Linked DNA regions of Mus musculus: region 1 is linked to region 2. A link is a contact called in public Hi-C data. All regions are on one chromosome and are shown on one strand. The core of a region is the stretch at or near the end of the contact, and the rest is flanking DNA. Distances in the headings are between cores, read along the strand shown. Region 1 overlaps Acad9 (acyl-Coenzyme A dehydrogenase family, member 9). Region 2 overlaps Dcun1d1 (DCN1, defective in cullin neddylation 1, domain containing 1 (S. cerevisiae)).

Region 1 (6,980 bases), core at 142-2,641, 190 kb before region 2:
CAGGCAGGTTTATCTTTAGGTCATGATGCATAGGCTTGTGTAAACCACCACCCGCTCTGAACCCAAATGCGTGCTACACTGTAGTAAACGTCAACAGCCATAGAATTTACAGGGCTGTTTTTGCTTCCAGCACTTCATAACCCACAGCTCTGTCCAAGGAGCCCTGGGACTCTGTGAGATTAGATCTAAGGCTTTCTTTTGCTCATGGAACAAAGCTCATTAAACAGCCATATTTGTCATGGACTAGTGTGTCTATAAAGCAGAGAGATGTTGAAATACACAGCCTCTGGGGAAGAAGTACATTTGGTCTAAATCAAAGGCCAGATGCTAACTTAAGCGGTTTGTCCAAGTGGTGTAGCTCATACTTTCCCACCCAGCGGGAATGGCACAGACATTCTGGGTATGCAGTAGGTGCTGCAGAGGGCTCCTGCTCCTGACTTCCCTACTGTGGAGGTTCATCTACAGTGTCAACCTGAATGGCTTTAGAATCACAAATCGATACGAGGAGACACATCAGGGCATGTTTGTGAGGGAGTTCCCAGAGATGTTTAACTGAGGAGGGAAGAGCCACCTCGAGTATAGGCTGTGTCAGCCCATAAACTGAGGTGCCAGAGTGAATAAAAGAGGATAAAGCCATGGGAAGCCAACATTCACTCTTTCTGCTTCCTGAGTACACACACAACATGCCTCATACCCTAGAAGCCGGAGCTATTTGCTTTCTATCTGCACCTTGCCAAGATGGTCCACGGATTCAAAGTGGGAGCCAGAATAAACCCTCCCCTCCTAACACTGCGTTTGGAAAGTATTCTGTCAGAGCTGAGTTAGGGAACTATCACATACCGATCAGCTTCTTCAGCATCCCGGCCACAGCACTGCCCATGCTGAATCGCCCACTGTTCAGGATGTTCATGGCTACCTGTAGGGGGGGTGGAAAAGGTGGAGAGGCACTGAAGGAGGCCGAGGAAGCCAGCCATACCAGTTTCCATGAAAGCAAAGGCAAGTGGTTCAAATTCCATGCCAGTACAAAGGCCGAGTTAATGCCCTACCAGTTTTCAGGCCAGAAGCAAGCAGCTCTAACCCTTGAACTGGGTGGCCTGGGCACTGTTGTGCATTTGCATCAACATCACTGGCCTCTGACTGCAAGTCATTGATCATACTCTAAATGCACCTGCCAGCACGCCCTGTCCAGTGAAGGAAGAGAACCTCAGATGGGCTACATGTCCTGTAAGCAGCAAGAACACTAGCTGGACTTCAGGATCATGCTGTTCCGATGCAGCAGCTGTGGCTCAGTGCGGTGTCATGACTTTCTCCAGGCTACAGCCAGCACACTCACGGCAGGCAAGCCTGTATACAGAGGTGGCCCTGGTAACTACTGCCAGGTGCCTGTGACAGTGGCTCTGCTGGCCCCTGCCTCTTTCCTCACCCTGTATTCTGACCCAATACAGTGAACACTGGGAGCCACACAGGAACACAGCTCCAGCTGCAAGCTGTGCTACCTCATCCCGAGTCACATGGGTTCTCCTCACCTCCAGAGAGCCCAACTAAAGAAACCGAGGGAAGCCTCAGGCTTAATTTTAAACACAGACAGCTTCCAAGTGTTAGTGAAGATGTAGAACTTCATACACTATAACCACTATGGAAAAAGTTCTTCAAGAAAGTGCCATTCTATTACAGGCTAGCAATTCTATTACTACATTTACACTCAAAGGGCTTGAGAACATATTTCTCAAACAAAAATTTGAGGATGAAAGTTCACAACTCTGTTACTGACACTAGCCCCAAAGTAACAATTTAGCTTAATGAGTACGTGGTTTACCCACACAGGAGAACATCATCTACCCATTCAAAAGAATGAAATACTGAGTGACAGAGATGTGTTTAAGTTAAATGTCATGTAAACTATTTCTCCATAACATATAAAGATGGGGCTGGAAAGATGGCTCAGCGGTTACGGCCACCTGCGCTCTTACAGAGCACTTAGGCTGTTCCTCGCTCCCACGGAGGCTCACGAACAGCCTGTAACTCCAGCTCCAGAGGATCAGAAGCCTTCTCTGGCCTCTGCGGGTACCAGGCACACATGCAATTCACACACATAAATTGAGACACCTATGCATATACGTAAAGTAGAGAGAAATGAATCTGGCTGATTAGGGTGGCATATGCGCTTAATCCCAGGCTTGGGGCGTGAGGGGCAGGTGAGTCCTTGGCCAGTGCGGTCTACATAGTGAGTGCCAGGCTCGTCAGAGCTACTTGGTGAGACTCTATTCTGCCCAGAAAAAATGAATCTTTAAAATATAAAGCTGACTATTAGGGCAGAGACTTACGTTAAGGGTTCTTGAAACCTGAACTTCTCAAGCCCACTAGCCTGTTTTTCACACTTGCTAGAGAGAGGAACCCCATTCCTCGATCAAGATGAAGGAGATCTCCAAGGGGAATAAAGACTCCTCATCCTAACCAGACTCCCTCCTCTAAGAGCAAGCCATTTTTTCAGCCTTTGTGTTGCTGAATTCCTATGCCCAAGAGCTACACAAGGCCACAGGCTAGCCTGCTAGGAAAAAGGTCAGGGCAGAACATGAGACTCTTGTGAAACAGCACAGCACTTACATGGGACTGCCTGCAACTTACCTTAAAGCCCCCTCCAACTTCTCCAAGGACATTTTCCACAGGCACTCTGGTATTTTCAAAATGGACCTCACATGCTAAAACAACAGGAATTGAAAGAGCGTGACAAACAAATTCAAACTGCTCTGCTCTTGACCACAGGCCCGTGGCTGACTGGCTAATGCACTCATTTAGCATCCTAAAGAACAGTGAAGATAGACCACGTTCCTGCCACCACAGACACGAGGACATGTCAGCATGGTCAGTACTATGATGAAATATCAGCTCAGTACAGAGAAGGATGGAGCTGAAGGGGGCTGCCATCTTTTGAAAGTCCATGACAGACTCTTCTAAGGTAACATGTAACAGTAGCTGAAAGGAACAAAATAGCCAAAAAACCAGGAAAGCAAGGGAGAGCACCAGCAGTGCCTCAGCCCTTAGAATAAATGGGATTCTTATTAACAGAGTCACACTCATGTTCCATAGAGCAGCATCTTCCCAGCTTAGGGTAGGGAGTTAACAGACGGAATGTAGACGACCCGACGTGTACAGACACACAACCTAACCCAATTCACCAACATCCTTCAGACTGAAGCAGGCATCCCCAAACCATAAGAAATAAGATTCCACTGCTGCAAGCTAAATCCTACTGTGTCTGACTGACAGGGACACTGTAGCCAGAGACCACCAGCAATCCTGTAAGAAAGGCTGACTCTATTGGTCAGTGTGCGTTAAACAATGAGAAAGCAAGGTGCCTAGGACTAGGCAGGGGCTGAACAGTTCCCTTTGCACAGCATTCCCTCTAGCACTGCCTGGATATTCTAATGCACAAACAATGCAAGTCCTGGCATGCTGAACCAGAGACACTCAAGATGAGGAAGGTTAGGGTTCAAGAGACACTAGGGCCAAGTGTGATACCTGTCGAGGTGGAATGCCATGAAACATGATCTGTCTGCTGGTCATATTTAGGGGTTGGGTATGTGGGCTAGAGGACCCAGTCACTCTTTCAAAGTGTACTGGGTATGGGGCACACCTGCCTTCCTCTTTGACTTCATCTCATATTCATGAGCCATCTTTTGGGGTCTGCATGCTGCTGGGCCTCCATCCTCCCAGTTGTCAGCAGGTAAATGACGCTGCTGAACGAGCTGCAGAAACGCAGGCTGCACAGCTGTGGGCCTGACATGCCACTTTATACCAAGAGACTAGTTAGTATAAGAACACTATGGCCGGCCAGATGGGTGAGCTTAGGAAACAAACAGGACACCAGCTTCCACTGAAGCAAGGGCTGACCAAGGGATGAAAGGTGGATCTGGACAGTAGGAAGAAAGGAAAAGGATTCTAGGAAAGAAAGATGTGGTGGCCTGCCACAGGATGTGTGCCCAAGACAGCTGCAGTTGTGTGACATGCATGCCTGCCCCTACTGAGGCTGGGATTTCAGCTGCCCTCACTCACCTAGGGTCAACAGTGCCAACTGTACCAAGCAGCACAGGTTGTGGCTGCACTCTTAATTTGATGTTGCTAATTGCTAAACTAAACCCATGAGCAATGAGGTGCCCTTTCACCTTCGTAGGTCACAGGGACAGGGCCTGTCTTTCAAGTCTCTGCCGCACTCATACAGAAGCACGTCTGCCACACTTACTGTTGGAGCCTCGAATGCCTAATTTATCTTCAGGTTTCCCATTAGTGATTCCGCCGAAGTCTCTTTCTACTATGAATGCGGTCATTTTGTCTGTTTTCGAACCATCAGAATCGACCACCTCGGTTTTTGCAAACACAGTAAAAATATTGGCCAGTCCTCCATTGGTGATCCAAACCTGAAGAAAAACAACGATCCTTGGAGACCCCTCAGCTCTATCCAACACTAAGTTTCAGGCCGCCAGACACACAGACTTCATACACTGTACTTATCAACTGAACAAGTGAAATGGGGGATGAGGAAAAAGAAAGGGTGCTCAAAAATCACAATGGATGGGAATTCATTTACTTTTTGATTCAAGCAAAACAAAGTGATCAAGGGCAGAGGGTAGGCGGTGAGCAGGGAAAGCTGAAGGCTAACTAGATAAGGAGCTATTACTATCCTCTGTCCCATTTGCTAATGGTGCTCTATCTTTAAGCAATCCTTGATTAAATCTCAGATAGCACACAGAGGTGGTGAAGACAACAGAAACACGACCAGCCGTGAGCCATGCAAGTGCACTGCACTATACTTTGCCTCTTTGAAATCTTGTGGACTAGAGATTGAAAATAAACACACAGAGGCAGCTGTGTGCAGAATCGAGGAGACTGCGGATAAGACCACCTTGCTCCAATACTGCCTTTGCCACTTGAGGGACTTGGGCTAGCCACTCCGCTCTGCCTCAGGCTGTTCTGAGAAAGAAGTGCCACACACCGTGGGTGACGTGCAGATCTCTTGGTGTCTGGTGTGCAGAAGGAAGACACAGAGGCGGGAAAGACTGAGAGGGCAAGAAGGCATGGCTGTACCTTGGAGCCATTGAGTATGAAGTACTTCTTATCTTCACTTAACGTAGCTCTGGTCTGGATGGACGCAGCATCACTCCCACTGCAAAGATGGAAAGACAGGATTGAGGGAAAGCAATACTGAAGAAGGCTTAGAATTGGTCTGAGGGCTTGGACAGAAGATAGCCCTTAAATACCAAGGTAGACAAAAACAGGTTTGTTCATTTCAACTCTGATGCTCAAACTAGGAAGTGGTCTGATTCTGGAAGCAGCCGGCACATCCAGTAAAAGGAGTAAGATTTGCGTGGGTATGAACTCCCTAAAGCTTATCAAGAGATTCTGGGTGTGATTAGGCCTGTTCCAGAATTCCAAGCACAGAGAAGCAAGATTAAACCAGGTGCCAGTTGGATTTGCATCAGACTCTGAGTCCTGTCCAGGCCTGCCTCGCCCTTGCCGTGTGACTGTGAACTGAGTACACTGCACCGCACCTCAGCACCCACCCACTGTGCTCTGGAAGACTGGCAGGCAGAAGTCTGAGTGCATCCCTGGGTGTCAGGAGGCTGTGAAGCACAGACACTGACTGAGCAGCTGCTGTAGGACTGTCGTCTGAAGTCTCAATGGGTCAGAGCTAAGATAATTATCCTTTCCATAGGTGTTGACTCTGTACTCCACACAAGCTCCATGTCCAGGCAGCCTGAAAGGTACTGAGTACACACACATTTTGAGCAGACAGACCTGGCTGGCTCTGTTAGGCAGAAGGCTGCGATGTGTTCCCCAGACGACAGTTTGGGCAGATACTTGGCCTTCTGTTCCTCATTGCCGACCAAGATAATCCCCTAAATGAAACACACAATGAAACACACAGACCAACTGAAGATGGGAGTGAGATGTATTTATGAGGCAGTCCCTTCTGTCGACAATTATTTACTTCATTCAAGAGAAGGCAGGGTGAATTCAGAGCCAGCAGCCTCAGACAGAACTTAGGAGGCCAACCTGCTGAGGGAAGGCCCACTACCTTACACCATGGGCAGACACAGCGGCAGCTTTGGACTCTACATCTAGGATTGCCATGCCTGGCTATTCCAGTGCAGTCCTGGGTGACCTTGGGTCAGATATGATTCTTCTCTGAGTCTCCAACTCATTATTCATAAACTGAGGACCTCTCGCTTATAGACAAGATGGCTTGGATGAAGGAATGTGAATACGTGGGGGTGCTAGAGCTATACCCAGTACAGGCATGCACGTATACTTCAATGCTGTGCTCCTCACCCCAGCCCTGTTGCTATGTACCTACAGTCCGCATACATACTCACAGGCTGCAAATCTGGACAAGGAACCCACTTACCTGACGTCTTTCCCCTGTATACAGCATAGATGTATACATCTAATGCAAAAACCTTGAGGACTGTGTGCCTTTGAAGCTGCCCCACCATGCTTTCAGTTGAGGGAGCAAGTAAGGTCTATGTAAAGACAGGACAGCTCAGGAAAGGATTCATTTCCAAAGATAGCACTAACCTTTGTCTCAACTCCAACCGCAGCTGGGCTTCTCTTCTAGACCCTGAGCTATAAAGTCCCCTCATGTCACAGAAACAGTCCCCTGTCTCCTACTTCTGACCACTGACCTTGAGGCCGATAGCCTGGTGTGCTGCCAGGGTCACCGTGATAGAGGCATCCAGGCTGATGATCTCCCCGAGCCGAGCATACATCGTGTTGGAGAGGCCCAGGCCACCTAAGACAGACAGACAGACAGTCAGACAGGGCTAGCTGCTTCTCTAAACTCAGGAAAAGAGATTCCTTTTATTTTTCTAATTTCAAAGCAACAGGTTTTTTTTTTTTTTAATTTAAAAACATTAGCACTACACAGAATGGCACAATGAAACTGTCACCTATAATCTTATTCTGAGCATTTCTGTGCATATCTT
Region 2 (6,846 bases), core at 108-2,607:
CTCTTTCCTGAATAATTCTTAAACAAGGTTGACATTTTTTCCCCCCTCAAGGATCTGAGTGCAGAGTTCTTTTTTTATTTTTTTCTTTGATGATAAGTTTTTGAGCCATTCCATGCCCACCCTGCTTGTGTGTTTACGTGTGTTGCTGTTAAGGACTGTTTGGAAACCTGTCATTTTGGCATACAAATAGGAGCAAGTTGACCTAAGAGAATAATTTGGGGATGAAAAATGGAAAATGGTGTTGGGAAAAGTTATACTTGTTTACAAAGTATGCCCTTGTAACATGAATGACCGTTCAGTGAGCGTTTATGTGGCTCTGAATGTTAAATTGTGTCTTTAATAGGAAATATTTACCTGACACCTCTGGGCTTTTTGTTGTTGTTGTTACCTTAAACTTTTAATAATATGGTTTATATTGAATGCTGAGATGTTTTGATAAGAGTTTACCAAATTTGATAATGTAATGATAAATGTTTTAAAATGTGAACTATTTATCATATATCTTAATAATTGAACTGTGGCTTTTATATGACAGATGATGAATAGGGTCAAATTATGGCTCACCCTTTAATTGATTATAAACTTGAGTGTATTTCTGAACCCTTTTATTGCTTCCATTTTTATAATCATAGCAGTACTTTTTATTTCATAGGAATCTAGTGAAGTTAATTTCTGGTTTCCATTGACTCCTTTTGGTTAACTGAGTTGCTTTATTTGTGCCACTCTCTGGAGGCAGAACAGATAAGCTTGGAACTGTCACCCATGGTCTCCTCTGGGCACTCCTGGCTTCTTTTCTGTATTGCCTGTTTGGAAAGTGTCATTTGCTGTAGACTACCTCTTGGACAACCTTGCCATGGGCTCATGGAAGGAATTGGTGCTAATGCAGCTTTTGACTTCTCTTTGGTTGATTGTTTTTCAAGATTCTTTTTTATTTTAAATTATGTGGCTGGAGGTATGTGTGGTGTGTGCATATGATTACAGGCGATGAAGGCCAAACGGATGCATGGGATCCCGGAGAGCTAGAGATGCAGACACCTGGAGCCACCTAGAGCAGCTGAGGAGCAGAGCAAGCTGCCCGTAATCTTTCCAGCCCCAGGTTCATTTGGAAAACAAACATCGTCAAAAATACCAGCATAAAACCTCTCATAAACAGTTAAATCATGGTGAAAAGAGCAGACGTAACATGGCCTAACGGGTAATGGCTTTATCTAGGGCCGTTAAAAGAGAAGTAACTTTGTAGTTACTCACTTTTGCTTTTGTTGTTACTGTTTTGAAATGGGGACTCATGAACTCCAGGCCATTCTCAGAATCACTGTGTAACCAAGGATATCCTTGAACTTCTGACCCTCTAGTCCCTATCTCCTGAGTGCTGGGATTACAGTGTACCACACCCGGTTTATTTGAAGCTGGGGATCAAAGGTGGCATTGTGCATGTTAGACAAGCAAAGTGCCAACTACAAAGCTACATCCCCTACTCTTTTAAACTGAAAATTAAAGATTTACTTACGTGTATACAAAGGTTCTCTCCCTTCACAAGCAAGTTACTTTCAGTTTAATTTTTTGCAGTTATACTGTCCTTTGGTTTACAGGCTGTGGCTCAGGGTGTTTGAGTTGTCCCATGCAGACAGCCCTATTACACTCTTATATTTTTGTGGGTGATTGGTGATGTTGGTAGTGGTGGTGGTGTTTTGGGGGTTTGTTTGGTTAGTTTGGTTTTGCTTATTTTGTTACTGTGGGTTTTGAGACAACCGGCCATGAACTCATAGAGGTCCACCCGCCTCAGCCTCCTGAAGGCTGGGGTTAAAGGTGCATGCCACCACACCCTACTGCTTTTCTCTCTTCCAAGTGTTTCATAGGAGAGTTGTTAGAATTCCATTTTTTAACTTTGTTTTGATACTGTGTTTTTGAAATGGACCGTGCTATAGCCCAGTGTTGCCCCAAATGTAATTCTGCCCCTCAGCCTCCCAGATGCTGGGATTAGAGGCATGTGATACGGTGAGCAGCTTGGCTTGGCTTTCTTCCTCCCTTTTATGGGTATGGGTATTTTGCCTTTATGTATTTCTGTGTTTCATGTTCAAGGAGCCCAGAAGAGGACGCTGGATCCCTCGAGACTGAAGTTAGGTGCTTGTGAGCCACCCTGTGGCTTCTGGAAATGGAGCTCAGGCCCTAGGGAAGAGCAGCCAGTCTTCTGGTTCCTTAGGTTGGCTCCTAATATTTGAGTTTTAAAATGTTTTGTGTTTGCTTTTGAGATGGTCTCGTGCAGCCCCAGGTTGGCCTTGAACTCCTGGTGTAAGTGAGGGTGATCTTGAACACCTGGCCGGCCTACCTGCCTCTGAGTGCTGGAATCAGAGGCAAGGTTTATGCAGTTTTGGAGATGGAGCCCAGGCCCCCCGGAAGCACTGACCAGCAGAGCTACGCTCCTGTCCCTAAGATGTGCTATTGGTTGTCTGAGAAGGTAACTTTACGTCGTTGGCAAATCTGGAGGCCAATGCAAAGTCATGGAGATGAAAAGAAAAAGCCAACATCTGCTTAGAAGCAAGTCCTTCTCTAGGAGAAAGCACTCATCAAGTTCAAAGAAAATGGAAAAGTTTTGAACCAAAATCAAAACTTTGAAAACAAAGTTTGATTTGAAACAATTGTGTGAAGTGTACAAGGAACAGCTTAATTAACAAACACGGAAGAGGAAAACCTACAACTGCTTTACATCTAGAAAGTATATTTTTGTGTAAAGGCATATTCAATATAAATAATAAAATTTTATTTCAGGTTATAAAATAGAAAAAACTTTTTATCTAATGGAAAAATTGAGTGATATCAAGCAAAAATTTTTTTTCCAGAAGAAAATAGAGATCAAGACGGGGGATGGATTAGTTTAGAGTAAAATGTGTAAAATGGCCAAAGTGCTGACTGTGCTATGGTAAACAGAGCTAACATGGCCACCTTGGCCAAAGGTCTATGCTGTTGTAAACAGAGGTTATGTGGCTGCCTTGTCTCAGCAGACGGTAGCAACTATGAATGGCATGCTGATGTGGGACCTGTACAGGCAACATGCTTTCAAGCAAATGTAGACTGTGTCCTAAGAGTCATTAGAATTTATATCAAATCTCTGGACTGCCTGCCATGCAGAGCATTAACAGTCTTCCTAAGCATTTGTTTTGGTCACTCTTCATAAAATCACAAGAGGCTGAAGGCACAGGCAGTGGTAGCATTGGTACCAGCAGCAGACACGGCTCCTTTGAAGTATAATCCCTGCACCTTCAAGGTTCAGTCACCCAGCAGCTCCAACAGCTGCATCCTCACAATCAGGTTTTAGAGCAAGACTACCTGACTGGAAATGTCCCCTGAGCTGCTCCTGTCCCTCCAAGGACTTCTGCTAATTTGTGTGCAGTCATTTCCTTTCTGAAATGTAGGGAGAATCATATAGTTTGTGAGCTTAAACTGTCCTTGGGGTGAACCCTAGAATGTGGGTTAGCTCCGTTCTTCGTTCTTATTTGCAGTAGACAGTTAATGTTCCTACTTGGTGTTTGTTTGTTTGTTTTAGGATGATGATGCTATGAATGTCTGTCTTTGTGTGGATTCATTTTCAACTCTCACAGTTTCAAATTTGGAATTGTGGCTGTACCACTTAGAGATGTTCTACCACCACGCAGGTGTTGCTGGTTATCCTGGTCCTCTTGTCTTTCCTTCATACGCATGCTCATTCCAGTTAGTTCTCTTATCTATAGGATGTGCAAACTGAGGGACTTTGAGATGACCTAGGAGATTGCTCTAGAATTGGGAAAAAGAATGAAATCAGTCTGGGCTGTGCTCCTCCATGAAGGTTGAGTTTTCTGAAACCAGTGCAAGTGAGCGGTTCTGGAGACGCCTTGAGTGAGGGTTGGTGCTGATGGGTGCAAAGTGTCATGTATGACGTTAGTCACACCAACAGTGTGAGGTCCTTGAAATGTCATGAAGTATGCTGTGTATGTTTTCTAGATCTTTCACTTTTGAGGAAACTTTGAAATTTTGACGAAATTCCCAAAGATTTGCTTATCATTCTGTTTCAGCTGCCTATGCAGCTGTACAAGGTCACCCCGACCTCAAGTGGTCCCTGGTTACAGGTTAAAGGGCAGTGTGGCACTGGGGCGGAACTTACAGCCTTTGTCTAGCATGAGTGAAGCCCTGAGGTAGGTCCCCACTATGACAAAGAAATCAGACCAGGGTTTCAGATTACAGGCTGCTGTGCCTTTCTATGGTTGTGTTTTTAAATTTTTTAATGAAAATTTTTAGACAGAAAAGACATGAAACAAAACCATGCTCGTCTCCAGGCCAGTGTTAATGTACATGCACGCTGCCTGTGTTTGGAACCTTGATCTGTTTAGAAGCACTTCCCAGAAAGCAAATTATTTAACGGGTAGTTATTTCAGTGTAAGGGTTTTAAAACATCACCACATTTTTCATTTAGTTATTAGTGGTTTCTTACTGTTAGTAACTAGCCATATAAACCCCATTCTTTGTGTTGTTGTTGTTGCTTTTGTTTTTCAAGACGAGGTTTTTCTATGCAGCGAAGGCTGTCCTGGAACTCCTTTGATCAGGCTGGCCTCAAACTCAGAGATCTGGCTGCATTTGCCTCTACCTCCTGAGGGCTGGGATTAAAAACGTGTGCCACCACCGCCCAGCAAGCTATGTTCAAGTCAGTATTTATGCATGCGGTATAATGCATGCAGGACCCATACATTACATGTGTCTTCATAAATCTCTTCACCTGTACCTTGTAATTTGAGATATCTGTCATGGCTTTAACTTTTATATGCAATTTCCAAAATTTATGATGAAATTTTTATATACTTAGTAAAAATATCCTAACTTGAACATACTTTGAACATCAATGAAATGTGACATGAGAAGCTAGTTTAGTTAGGTCAGCAGACTTGAAACAGCCAGTGTAATGGACTCAGAAAAATAATTAGTATTGTATGTGTGCATGATGTATTGGGGGGGGGGGTGCGCATGCCATGGTCTGCACATGGAGGACAGAGAACAGCTCTGTAGCGTTCCTTCTCAAACCTTTGCATGGGTCCTGGCCTGGAGATTGAGCCCAGGTCATCCGGCTTCCGCAGCTGTCACCTTTACTCACTGAGCGCCTCACTGGCCCAGAAACTCCGAGACCCAGTTTTCCAAATAAATGAAGCAGTCACTTCTGTAAAGTTTCTTAGTTTCTAACTGTCCACTTAGCTTAAGGAAAGGCACTCAACATCAATAGGGTAATGTAAATAAGCCCGCAGAGGAGCCACTTCTTAGCAGGCATCACTCTTACCAGAGTTGAACAGTAGCTGAGTTTGTCACTCAGTGACAGCCCTTGCTTTGCACATGTGACACCCTGGGTTTGATTTGTTGCTGAGGCTGTAGAGAAGTGAACTGTTGGATATTGTGGGTGGGATTGCAAACTGTTGCACTGGCTTCAGGAAAAAGATTGTCTTTTCCTGAATACATTGAATACAGAGTTAGCATGCAATCCAAGAATTCTCAAGAGACTGGAAAACACCCGTTCTACAAAATCATACAGAATATTAGAAGTATAGGAGCTAACAAGACGCAATGCAAGTAACCACCTGGCTGATGAGGGATGTGCACCACACAGTTCGACGGTGCTCGTCGAAGGGATGAAGTGCTAACAGAAAGTTCCTTTTAAAACATCCTTAGCGAGACAAGATAAGCTTCACCACCCGCTCCACCACCACCTCCACAGGTCCCGGGCTCTGTGCGGACTCCCAGCCGGCTGGTCCGGCCTACTAGCAGCGCAGCTGGCATCTATGCAGGTGCTGGGGGCTCCGGGTCCCATATATCTGTGTCCCGCTGTGTCTGGGATGGCGGGAATAGGTGGAATCCAAACCGAGGAGACCTTGCAAGACCTGAACCACTGACTGGCCAGCTACCTAGACATATATGTGGATGTGAGTATAGCTACTAGCTATAAAGCTAGAAAGGAGCCCATGAGCGGGAAAGCAGGAGGGTGGTAGATCACATGATGTGAAAGCTAAGAGGGCGCTGTGGAGGTGGTGGGTGGGAGATGCTGTGGTTACTTAATACTCGATGCTTTGTGTGCTACAACACAGATGACCTTGACTTCGTGGTGGATACAAGGACCAGTCTTAAAGGCGGACAGCTATGATTCCATTTGTAAGACTTGTCTAGAATAGGCAAAGTCACCGGGAAGGATCTGTGGCTGGAGCACTTGGTGGGCGCAAGCTTAGGCTGTGACGAGGACATTCTGAAATTAGATACCTGTACACATTGAACCTTATGCCTTACATGGGCACAAATATTGTACTTAATTCGATTTTTTTCTAATAATATGCAGGATTGGTGCACACGTGCCTTCAATTCCCCCTCCAGAATGTTCCCTGTGTCTTCCTAATCTTTGATGAAAGGAGCTTTGCCTGAAGTGGAGCCTGACTGATGCGTTCAGGTCTTTGGAAGAGGTTGGCCTGGGACAGGCGACACTTTGCCGCTCCCGTCAGAGCCATGAGGCTGTCCTACAGATTAGTTACATTCAGCTGCATTCAGTTAGGGGTCCCCATGCTGTACCTCCTCCCTTGAGCAGCACAGAAGAGGTGGCAGGTAATCCCTGCGCCCTACTGTTACCTGGGGACAGTGACACAAACTGTAAGAAGCCAGAAATCTACATTAAGAGAGTTCTTTGAACTTCTCTTCAACCTCACCTGCTTTTATCCTCAGCTTCTCAAAGCATTGCAGTGTGTGTAAGGGAGGGTTGAGTCTGCACACTTTGTGAGCACAGCAGGGGTACGTTGGGATGATCTCCCTCGCCTGAGAGTATAGGTATCTGCTTTAGGCTATGCAGTTTGG

What was found. Hi-C and Micro-C count contacts between places; a contact is called where the count stands out from the background.
Region 1: a Hi-C map of liver shows a contact between it and region 2, with 3 times the contacts expected there. The contact joins two enhancer-like sites. A contact is called at or near these places in 2 of 484 Hi-C or Micro-C datasets (cerebellar granule neurons and liver), 1 of 115 datasets of contacts at active chromatin or transcription factors (embryonic stem cells) and 4 of 9 other capture datasets (adipose tissue, embryonic stem cells, liver and 1 more).

Annotation. Positions count from the first base shown.
Region 1 is chr3:36,074,157-36,081,136 of GRCm38.p6, reverse strand. Acad9 (acyl-Coenzyme A dehydrogenase family, member 9) reads right to left here. Exons shown (of 18, transcript NM_172678.4): 4 at 6,681-6,787; 5 at 5,794-5,894; 6 at 5,083-5,161; 7 at 4,241-4,415; 8 at 2,626-2,699; 9 at 841-916. Among named protein-coding and RNA genes, the nearest start is that of Acad9, 12 kb to the right of the region's middle. Within about 2 kb of position 1,391, at least 7 of the 459 cell types and tissues checked have an H3K27ac peak or open chromatin away from gene starts, as enhancers often do. A contact at or near this core is called in liver, where this site is marked.
Region 2 is chr3:35,885,857-35,892,702 of GRCm38.p6, reverse strand. Dcun1d1 (DCN1, defective in cullin neddylation 1, domain containing 1 (S. cerevisiae)) reads left to right here. Exons shown (of 7, transcript NM_001205361.1): 7 at 1-598. Among named protein-coding and RNA genes, the nearest start is that of Dcun1d1, 44 kb to the left of the region's middle. Within about 2 kb of position 1,357, at least 4 of the 459 cell types and tissues checked have an H3K27ac peak or open chromatin away from gene starts, as enhancers often do. A contact at or near this core is called in liver, where this site is marked.